Regions from separate parts of the Rattus norvegicus genome. Here region 2 is linked to region 1. Evidence: chromatin contacts called from public Hi-C data. All regions are on one chromosome and are shown on one strand. The core of a region is the stretch at or near the end of the contact, and the rest is flanking DNA. Distances in the headings are between cores, read along the strand shown.

Region 1 (4,717 bases), core at 1,822-4,321:
ATTAGAGCTGGGTAAATCGTTTCTTTGGTAAAGCGTCAAGCATGAGGACCTATGGTCAGGTCCCCAGAATGTTAAGTATGACACTGTGCTCCATGTCTCCAGCACTAGACAGAGTTGCCAAGCCAGTCAGATCCCCAAGGTTCACAAGACAGTCGGTCTCACCTAATGAGTGGATCCAGAGTCACTGAGAGAGCTCATCTCAAACGGTGAGGTGGTATAATATCAAGGAAAGATACCTTACGTTCACCTCAGCCCTCCAGATGCATGCGCACAGGCAGACACACAGACACACAGACACACAGACACACACACACACACACACACACACACACACACAAAGTACACACACTACCCACATCCAGCACAACATGTACAACTGAAGTCCCATGAATCATATATAAAATATATGAATTGAGAATCAGACACAGACAACCAAAAAAATGTGCAAAATGAAACCAGGTGAAACAGGAGTTATTGAAATTTAAAAAGGAACATATGCATCTAAGTCAATAAAACCAAGGTAAAACCAAAGAAAAGGCAAAATTTGATTTTTTAAAATAATTAACTTTGCCTACATCAATCAAATGGGGAAGCAGATGAATAATACAAAAAGCTATAGACTAACATTATTAGATGTAAATAAAGGGATACTAAGGACGCACAAAACAGCCTCAAGAAACAAACTCTACATAAAAACCTGAAATAGACAGGTTTCCTAAAATCCAACAAGAGGGTCACAGAACACATGCATACCAAGTCTATTTATCGTGAAAGAGATACTAAGTTTTTAAAGAGACTCCACACACACACACACACACACACACACACACACACACACCCCACAGACATATCAAGTTGAGAAAGCTTCAGAGGAAATTCGATAACATTTTTGAGGAATGTGTTGTATGTATGAATATGTTAAAATTACTTTTAAAAAGAGGAAAAAAAAAAACCCTTGATTAGCTTACACTATTTTAAGCACGACACTGATGTTAAAACTTGAAAATGTTAATAAACGCATACTTTCACAGAACTTCCAAGCAATCTAACATAAAAGTTAATACAAAAATCACTTAAAAATTGCTAACTCCTAGAGTCTTGATACACACACACACACACACACACACACACACACAGAGAGAGAGAGAGAGAGGCATGCGTGCACATGCACAAAATTTCTGACTAAATATGAGAATATCGTATCTGAAATTTTATTTATATATCACAGCAAATGTACAGAATAAAAAATAGCCATTTTCTTGAAATGTATGCTTTCCATTTTTAAATGAAAAAAAAAACATCAAAAAAGATTTAGATAGGCATTTCAGATCAGCTTCAGTTTTAAAATAAAAACTCTCAAAATAAGTGTGCATGCTTTTTAACATGCTATCTATGCCAGAAGCCACCATCCGAATTAATAACATTTCCACTGAAGTCAAGTGCAGGAGGATGTTTACTCTGACTCTTATGGCAAGCATCAAGCATACTCTTCTAGAGATAACAAGAAGACTGGAGCAAACCCACAGCATTCTAAAGGTAGAAAGAACGGTAAATTAACAGTTTGGAACGGATGATGTGATAGCTTCAACATAGAGAGATCTACCTAAAAATGTTCCAGTAAAGTAAAAATTTAATAAAATGGCTCAGAAGAAAAGTTAGTATACAGAATCCAAGGATTTACACATACGTACATATTCATACATGCATACGTACATACAATTAAATAGTAGAATGAATCATTTTCATTATAACAGGCAGAAATACCTAGGAAGGTAAACATGTAAGAAGCATTCGGGGTCTATGTGAAGAAATATATACATGCTCCTGGGAACATGTCAGATTTCGTGGTGACGGTACTCAGATATAAAACACTCGCCTAGCGATCATGTGACACCGGGCTCGATCCGTAGCATCGCAAAAAAAGATTTTAAAGACAGAAAAATAACTAACGCATTATAATGCTCAGTTTACATGGTTACTGAGTAAGTGAAAAGCGTTTCCCATAAAAATATCAGCAGAGAGTTATTTTTAGGACTAGACAAGTTTATTCTAAAGTTCATGGAAAAATAAGCAGGGACCAAAAGCAAAGAATTTCCTGGAAAAATAACTAGAGAGTGAGGTGACCCCATCAGGTACTAAAGTACATTATCCATCTGTGAAAGGTCAGAGTGTGGTGCAAGAGGTGACAGCGCCAGGGACGAAAGATTGAAACTGCCCTGCATCCTTCCAAGCATGAAGAGCGAGTGCTTGGATCTGAGAGGTAGCTCAGGAGTTCAGAGCACTGGCTACAATCCCAGAGGACTGGATCGATTCCCAGCACTCACAGAGCGGCTCAAATCTGTAACTCCAGTTCCAGGAGATCAGACACCCTCTTCTGGCCTGTCACAAGAAGTATGCATGTTTTAAACACAAGATATATGATTCATGGTTCATAGACATACATGCGACCAAAACACTCACATACAGTAAAAATTAATTAGCTCAAATTTCAAAAATAAAAAATGATAAGTATTTATGCATTGAAGAATATACATGAAGAAAACACAGCTTTTGTTTGTGTTAAAAAAAATTTTTTTAACTTATTTACGTGCACGTCTGTGTGCCTGCATCAGTTCCGGTGGTCTTGAGGCCAGAAGAGGAACTGAATCCCCTGGAGCTGGTGGTTCTAAGCCACCTAGCCAGAATGCTAGGAATGAAACCCTGAGGCTTCTACAAGAGCAGTGAGTAATCTTAACAACCGAGTCTTCTCTGCAGCCCCAAAGATGACATTTTAATAAATGCAGGGAAAGTGGATTCACAGACTCCTTCACACGCACTGCTTGGAAATTAGGCTATAAAAGAGAATATCAACAGTGCTGCCTCTATCTTCTGACTTTACCAAAGTACGATTTCAGTGAAAGGCAGGGAGAAGGAGGAAGAGAAGAAAATAGATAAAAGGCCAAATAGAAAGAAAGAAAGAAACACAGGGCAAATGTTTAATAATAAAAAAGGACAGAAGAATTTCTAAGTGGCCTCCAACAGTCTGGCTTGTGAAATCTGCAAGTAAAATTGCATATTCTTTTTTAGTGACGTGTTGCAGCCGCCCCACAGATAAGGAGTTAATGTTTGTTGGCTACTTGGTAGATTGTGACACTGCATGGGTCTAGCCCACTGCTTTTGGCAGGCTAAGCAAGCAGGAATCTGCTGCTGAGATATTGTCTCAGGACACACACCCCCAATTTCCACTACAGTAATCCAAAAGCAACCTCTCAATAACCAACGAAAAGTCAATCAAAGGGCAGCTGCCAAGAAGGAAAGGTTACGTAGGTAAAGGTACAGCCTATGTAAAATTATGTTCAAATTCACTGGTAAACAGAAATTCAAATAAAAACAAGGTAGCAAGCACATATTAGCAACTGATACACAAATGACATATGCAAAATATGTATGACGACACAGTAAGGCAAGGTGGGAAACAATGTTTGCTACATTCCTTTGTAGAGACCTTATATATGGTGCAGAATGCACACATTACATGGACGTCAATGCTGGAGAGTGTGTGTGTGTGTGTGTGTGTGTGCGCGCGCGTCCTATTCAGTTCTGGATGGGTACTTAGGAATTAATAAGGATTTGTCTTTCCTAGTGAGAGCGAACAAACAAAAAAGGAAATTTTTCTACAGATTTGATTTTAGTTCATTCTGTATTCTTTGTTGCTTATTAAAAATCGACTCTCTGTTTTCTTTTAAGAAAGACTGGTCACTAAGACACTCATGGATACATCGAAAGCAGAGCAAGGAGAGCGGCGACACAGACTGCAGCTTCCAGTTCTCTACAACCTATCTGGTACCAGAACGAGCATGAGCCACATCAGCTGAAAGCCTCTGAGGCTGCTTAATAGTTGTGACAATTGGGAAGTTCTTTATTCTCCCAGCACCTCAGCTGCTACAGGTGCGAAGAGCAAGCTAAAGTTGCAGAGCTACAAGCTACTGTGAAAATCGAGTAAAATACCCATGCCTAACCCAAGGATTGGCAAGAAATCTATGTTCGGTAGCTAATTTCCTGTCCTTTGAGCACTTGGGTTGGTTGGGGGAGGGGAGGCAACGCCACACAGCCAGACAGAACACCCTGCTCAGCTTCTCTTCCCACTGGCATTCTGTCCAAGATCCTCAGGAAGTAAAGGTCAATAAGTAATTACAAATTCTAACTATCCATCTGAGAAGAGCTAGCAAACATCTGGATAGGGGAGCCCCCTAAGTTTAAGTCACTAGGTAGAAGGACAGAAACCCACACCAATTGACCTCTCCACCCCATGCTGCCAACTTCTCACAATGTAAGAGACCAGAAGATGAGACTCCTTCCATCACAGCAAAATGGCCACTCATTTTTAAGCTTCATAACCTTTCACACATCTGTCCCCAAGCATCCCTGCCTGTGTCTCATCAATACAGGCAGTCAGGAAACACAATCCACCTGCTCAGAGTCCCCTAAACGTCACAGGATAGCATGGCCCTTCTTGTTACAATGTAGCGTCCTCATCCTCTAGCGGGAGGGCTATGGAGGGTGGTTAAGAAGCCTTTGGGCAAAGCTCTCTCTTGATGGACACAGCCTTTTCCTAGACTCTCATGACTTAACAGCAGGTAAAACCATCCTTCTCTGAATACTGTACTTGGCAGTGATAATGTGTGTCTGTGTGTGTGTGTGTGTGTGTGTGTGTGTGTGTGTGTGTGTGTGCACTTAT
Region 2 (4,149 bases), core at 1,502-4,001, 68 kb after region 1:
TGTGCATCGGCTCTCTATTCCTAATGCAAATGTTATTCATAACTACACAGACATACTGGCTGAGCCAAGAAATACTGATTTATCCCACATCTCAGGACATATCATGACCCAACAGAAGCAGCACTTCCCTGAAATATAGCAGAAGGGACAGGGCAGAGGCTCCGGGAATCAAGTTTGACCTACTTTGACCTAATCTGTTTCTGGAATAGGAGAGAGGTTAGAAACAGAAAGGAAAGGATGCCTAAAGGTTGCACAGAACCATTACAAAGAGACAGGCAGGCTGGGTGGGAGAAAAGGAAATGGTAAGAGGAATTTCATGAATTCTCCCTTCACTGCATAGATCTGCCCCCTCCCCAGCCCTGGCATCTCACCTACACAGCTGAGGGCTCAAGCAAGAATCCCAGTCATTTCCACCCAGAGCAGCCCTGTCTGCTGACGAAAGCCAAAACTGTAGAGGTGGGAAAGAACAGCATTAGCTGAAAGCTGTGATCCTCCTCCCAAGACTTGGGCCAATTTTGGATTCTGTGCCGTTGTGCATCGATGTTTTCATGAAGGGTTTCAAATGGAAATTTCCTCTAAAGAGTTTCCCCAGCAAACTGATCTATAAAGATGCTGGGTTTATTCCAGTAGCTCCCTGCAACCCCCGATTCTCATCTTGACATGTCATATGTAACCTGGAAGCCTGGAAGCAGCAGTCCCTAAGAGTCCCATACAGCGCACATTCTGGGATCACATCACATGATTCCCTCCCATTGCCCATGGGCTGGCTATAGGGATACTCATCTAACAAGGAGGAAGCAAGGAATTGTGGCTTCCAATATGGAAACCCTTCTGACACCCAGAGAAGCCAAATGCCTTGGGAGCTTGCTCCATGGACAGATCTGCACAGCCAGAGTGGAGGCTCTTACAACAACCTGAGGGGAGTTAAATACACTGTGATCATGTGACTGGGCTTTGTGGAGGATTTCCCCCATTTGGAGCCTTCAGAGGAATCTACAGGGATAGAAAAACTCACTTGCGACCTCATGAGAAGTCCCGTGGGCACCATCAAAGCTGCAGAAACGATGATTCAAAAGATGTTTCTTGTTGAGGCTGATAATTTGGGGGTAATGGTGCACAGGAACAGCAACTGATAACACTGCGTCAGAGTGAGAAATGTTCAAATTCTGGAAAACTTCAATGGTTCTCTTCACTAAATCTATTTTAAGCCTAAGAAGCAGACCACCAAAGGTTCAGCATCGGGAACTCTTGAAAGAAGTGCTCAGGAACACAGAAATGCTTGCTGGCTCTGAGAGCAGACCCAGGCACACCCTGGCCATGCACACATTCTGTAAACTTAACACCAGTATATAAAGAGTCACTGCATCACCTTTTGCTGCAGCTTCTGGTTAGAGAAAGGAGGGCACATGAAATTCTGACCTGTAAAGACTTTGATGTTATCTACACCCACTCTCAGATACTGACCAACCTCCATGGCCCAAACTATGGCCATGGGCCCCTCTACCATCCACCCATGCTTAAGTTAGAGATCAACCCCCCTTCCTGGAGACTTGCCCTACAGTCCCAATTCTCTCCACCCTCCACCCCCTTTTGTCTAAGTCCTATGAGATCTGTAGCTGTGACTAATTTACCTTGATCTCCCAACCATAAACCTCTCACAAGGCATCAGCATACATACGAACGCTATGAGAGATTCCCATTGTGTATGACAGTCTTCTCTATGCCCCCTCCCTCAAAGCTTCTACAGACCGGGGAGCATGCCTAACCCACCACAGTAGCTTAAGGAGCCTGCGATGGGGCTGCACAGGTAACACAGGGCCAGACAATTTGCTGACCATATACAAAGCCACGGCGGGTTCAATCTCCAGGACTCTCCCCTGTAGGACGAAAAAGGAACTCTGAAGTTGGCTAACTTTTTGACAAATACTAGAGTCAGGAAAGAAAATAAGGTCATACGTTCTACCAGAAGTAGTTGTTTGGCAACGGTCCATAAAGGACCTTCCACCCATCCTTCCACCCATTCACACAGGCATCAGACGCCTGCTATCAGAGTAACCCAGTGAGAAAGAACTCTTACAGCTCTCCTAGGACCACGCCAAGGAGAGAAAGGGGCACCCCCCACTGCACCGGAAGCCAAGAGAAAATACTGTGGAACTAGGAGGAAGGCTGAGAAGAAATGCCTTTATCTTTTCTTTAATGGACAGCAGTCATGGTCCCTACAAGACCACCCTGCTACATAGAGACCCACAGACTCGGGGAGACTGTGTGGGCCTCAGTTCACACTTACTAAGTCCCCTTATAATTTGTGAAACAAGTAAATAAAAACGAAAGCTGGCTTAGCAGATGGTGGCAAATGTTCAGAAACCAGCTGGCCAAGTAACCGCAGGGAGCCAAGACACACACCTCTAACAGAAATGACCAACGCTTTGCTTCCGGCAGAGATTAATACCTGGGAGCTCTTAAAACCAAAACGGAAATATTAAAACTGAAAGTCCTTGGCTGCGACAATTGTACGTTGATATCCAAAGAGGGAAATAATTTCCTTCCTGACTCCCACTGGGCCAGGCATGCTTGGGGCAGAAGGTGTGATTATAGGAACAAACAAAGCAAGAATAATCCCAAAGGCTAGACTACAGCCTCTCTGGGTCTCCGAGTACTGAGCCGCCGAGCCACATGGATCTCTGCATCTACCTCCCCGTACCTCTTACTGCTCTATGGTCAAGTTTAATGATTAATAAAGCTCCAGATCCAGTTTCCTTCCAAGACCAGGACAAGTTAATCCTCATTTAGTCCTGGGGAGGACAGTGCCTCGGTCTAGGGAAGGATGAACGCCAAGCATAAATACTACACACTGGGCATAGTGCCGTATTCTTAACCTGTACAGGATCCTCTGGTCCAGTTTGAATCTCGAAGGAAGCAAACAATCGCAACAGCCTGTCATGAATGACTAGGCCACACTTGATAAATTACCGCCAACCTGCTTGCACAAACCAAATATAAGGAGCAGGCAAGACAATCAGTGCTCCCTAAAATCCTGATACTGGGGAACATGCAAACAAAGCAAGGCTAACACTTAGCAGGCTTTGTGCGTTGTGTTACCCATCCTGCCATCCTCTCCCTCATCACGGTGACTGACGCCACACTGCTGGCACAAGCCTCTTTCAGTGCTGTGACTTGTTTAACCCTCAAAACATCATGCTGTCCAGCCTTATCTGCAGTACAATCCCTGGAACTACTCAGCAGATCCTGCCAGTACCTGCTAGAGTCCCCCTGGGCAAGGGGACACTCGCATCCTTCAGACTTATTCTTCTAGCCATGAAAATGTGTCGCCTGCCTTTTATGCAGAGATCCCAGCAGACTACCAGACACACAAACACTGTCCTTCCATGCTATATCCTTGAAGTGACCCTGACAGGTCGTGTGTGTGTGTGTGTGTGTGTGTGTGTGTGTGTGTGTGTCCCAGCACCTCCCTCTTCTAATCGCACTCTTGTAAGCATTGCCTTAGTACAGAGTGCAGCTGCCTAACATCTCTTTTGGAAGATGAGTCGAGGTCTGAGGCATAGATGGTACTGTAATAAGACTGAAAACAAGGCTTCTGGCCCTTTCTCCCCAACAGTACACTTGCTGTGAGCAGCCAATCACCTCTCTGAGTGGCTGCCATGAGGTCGGAGTAGCACAGCCTCTGGTCCATATTCCAAGTAGCACAATGTGCAGTAACGGAGACCTCTACCTAGGGCAGCAAGGTTCACTCTCCTCCAAAGAGGAAAGCAGATGCCTCTAGCCTGCTCGCTGGACAGCTATGCAGGTAGGTATTCTCAGCCTGGTCACTGGACAGCTACCTCCCAACAGTAAGACAAATAGCTTGAGGAAGATAAAGCCAACAACACGAAAAGGGCAGACTGAAGAACAGTGCAGAGGATCGGAGCTGGAGTCCTGCTCCGGCTGAGCCTGAAGCCACCTCCCCTTCAAACCAGGTCTTCTGAGTATGCAAGGCCGCACTTCCACCCTGTTCTCAGTAACCTACAGGAAGGGCATACAGTGCTTCAGAAGCAAGAGTCGCTGTGGACCAGAACTAACCTCGGGATAACAAAAACTTCCGAGCTTCCTTCAGTCAACTCATGAAAGCAGTCTTTTCGGTCCTGCCATTTT

The links. Hi-C and Micro-C count contacts between places; a contact is called where the count stands out from the background.
Region 2: a contact with region 1 is called in a Hi-C map of liver, with 2.2 times the contacts expected there. The contact joins two enhancer-like sites. A contact is called at or near these places in 2 of 12 Hi-C or Micro-C datasets (both in liver).

What each region holds. Positions count from the first base shown.
Region 1 is chr11:89,792,215-89,796,931 of GRCr8, forward strand. All of the region lies in intron 1 of Lpp (LIM domain containing preferred translocation partner in lipoma), which reads right to left. Among named protein-coding and RNA genes, the nearest start is that of Lpp, 11 kb to the right of the region's middle. Within about 2 kb of position 3,072, at least 5 of the 93 cell types and tissues checked have an H3K27ac peak or open chromatin away from gene starts, as enhancers often do. A contact at or near this core is called in liver, where this site is marked.
Region 2 is chr11:89,860,215-89,864,363 of GRCr8, forward strand. It overlaps a transcript of Lpp not described here. Among named protein-coding and RNA genes, the nearest start is that of Lpp, 57 kb to the left of the region's middle. Within about 2 kb of position 2,752, at least 5 of the 93 cell types and tissues checked have an H3K27ac peak or open chromatin away from gene starts, as enhancers often do. A contact at or near this core is called in liver, where this site is marked.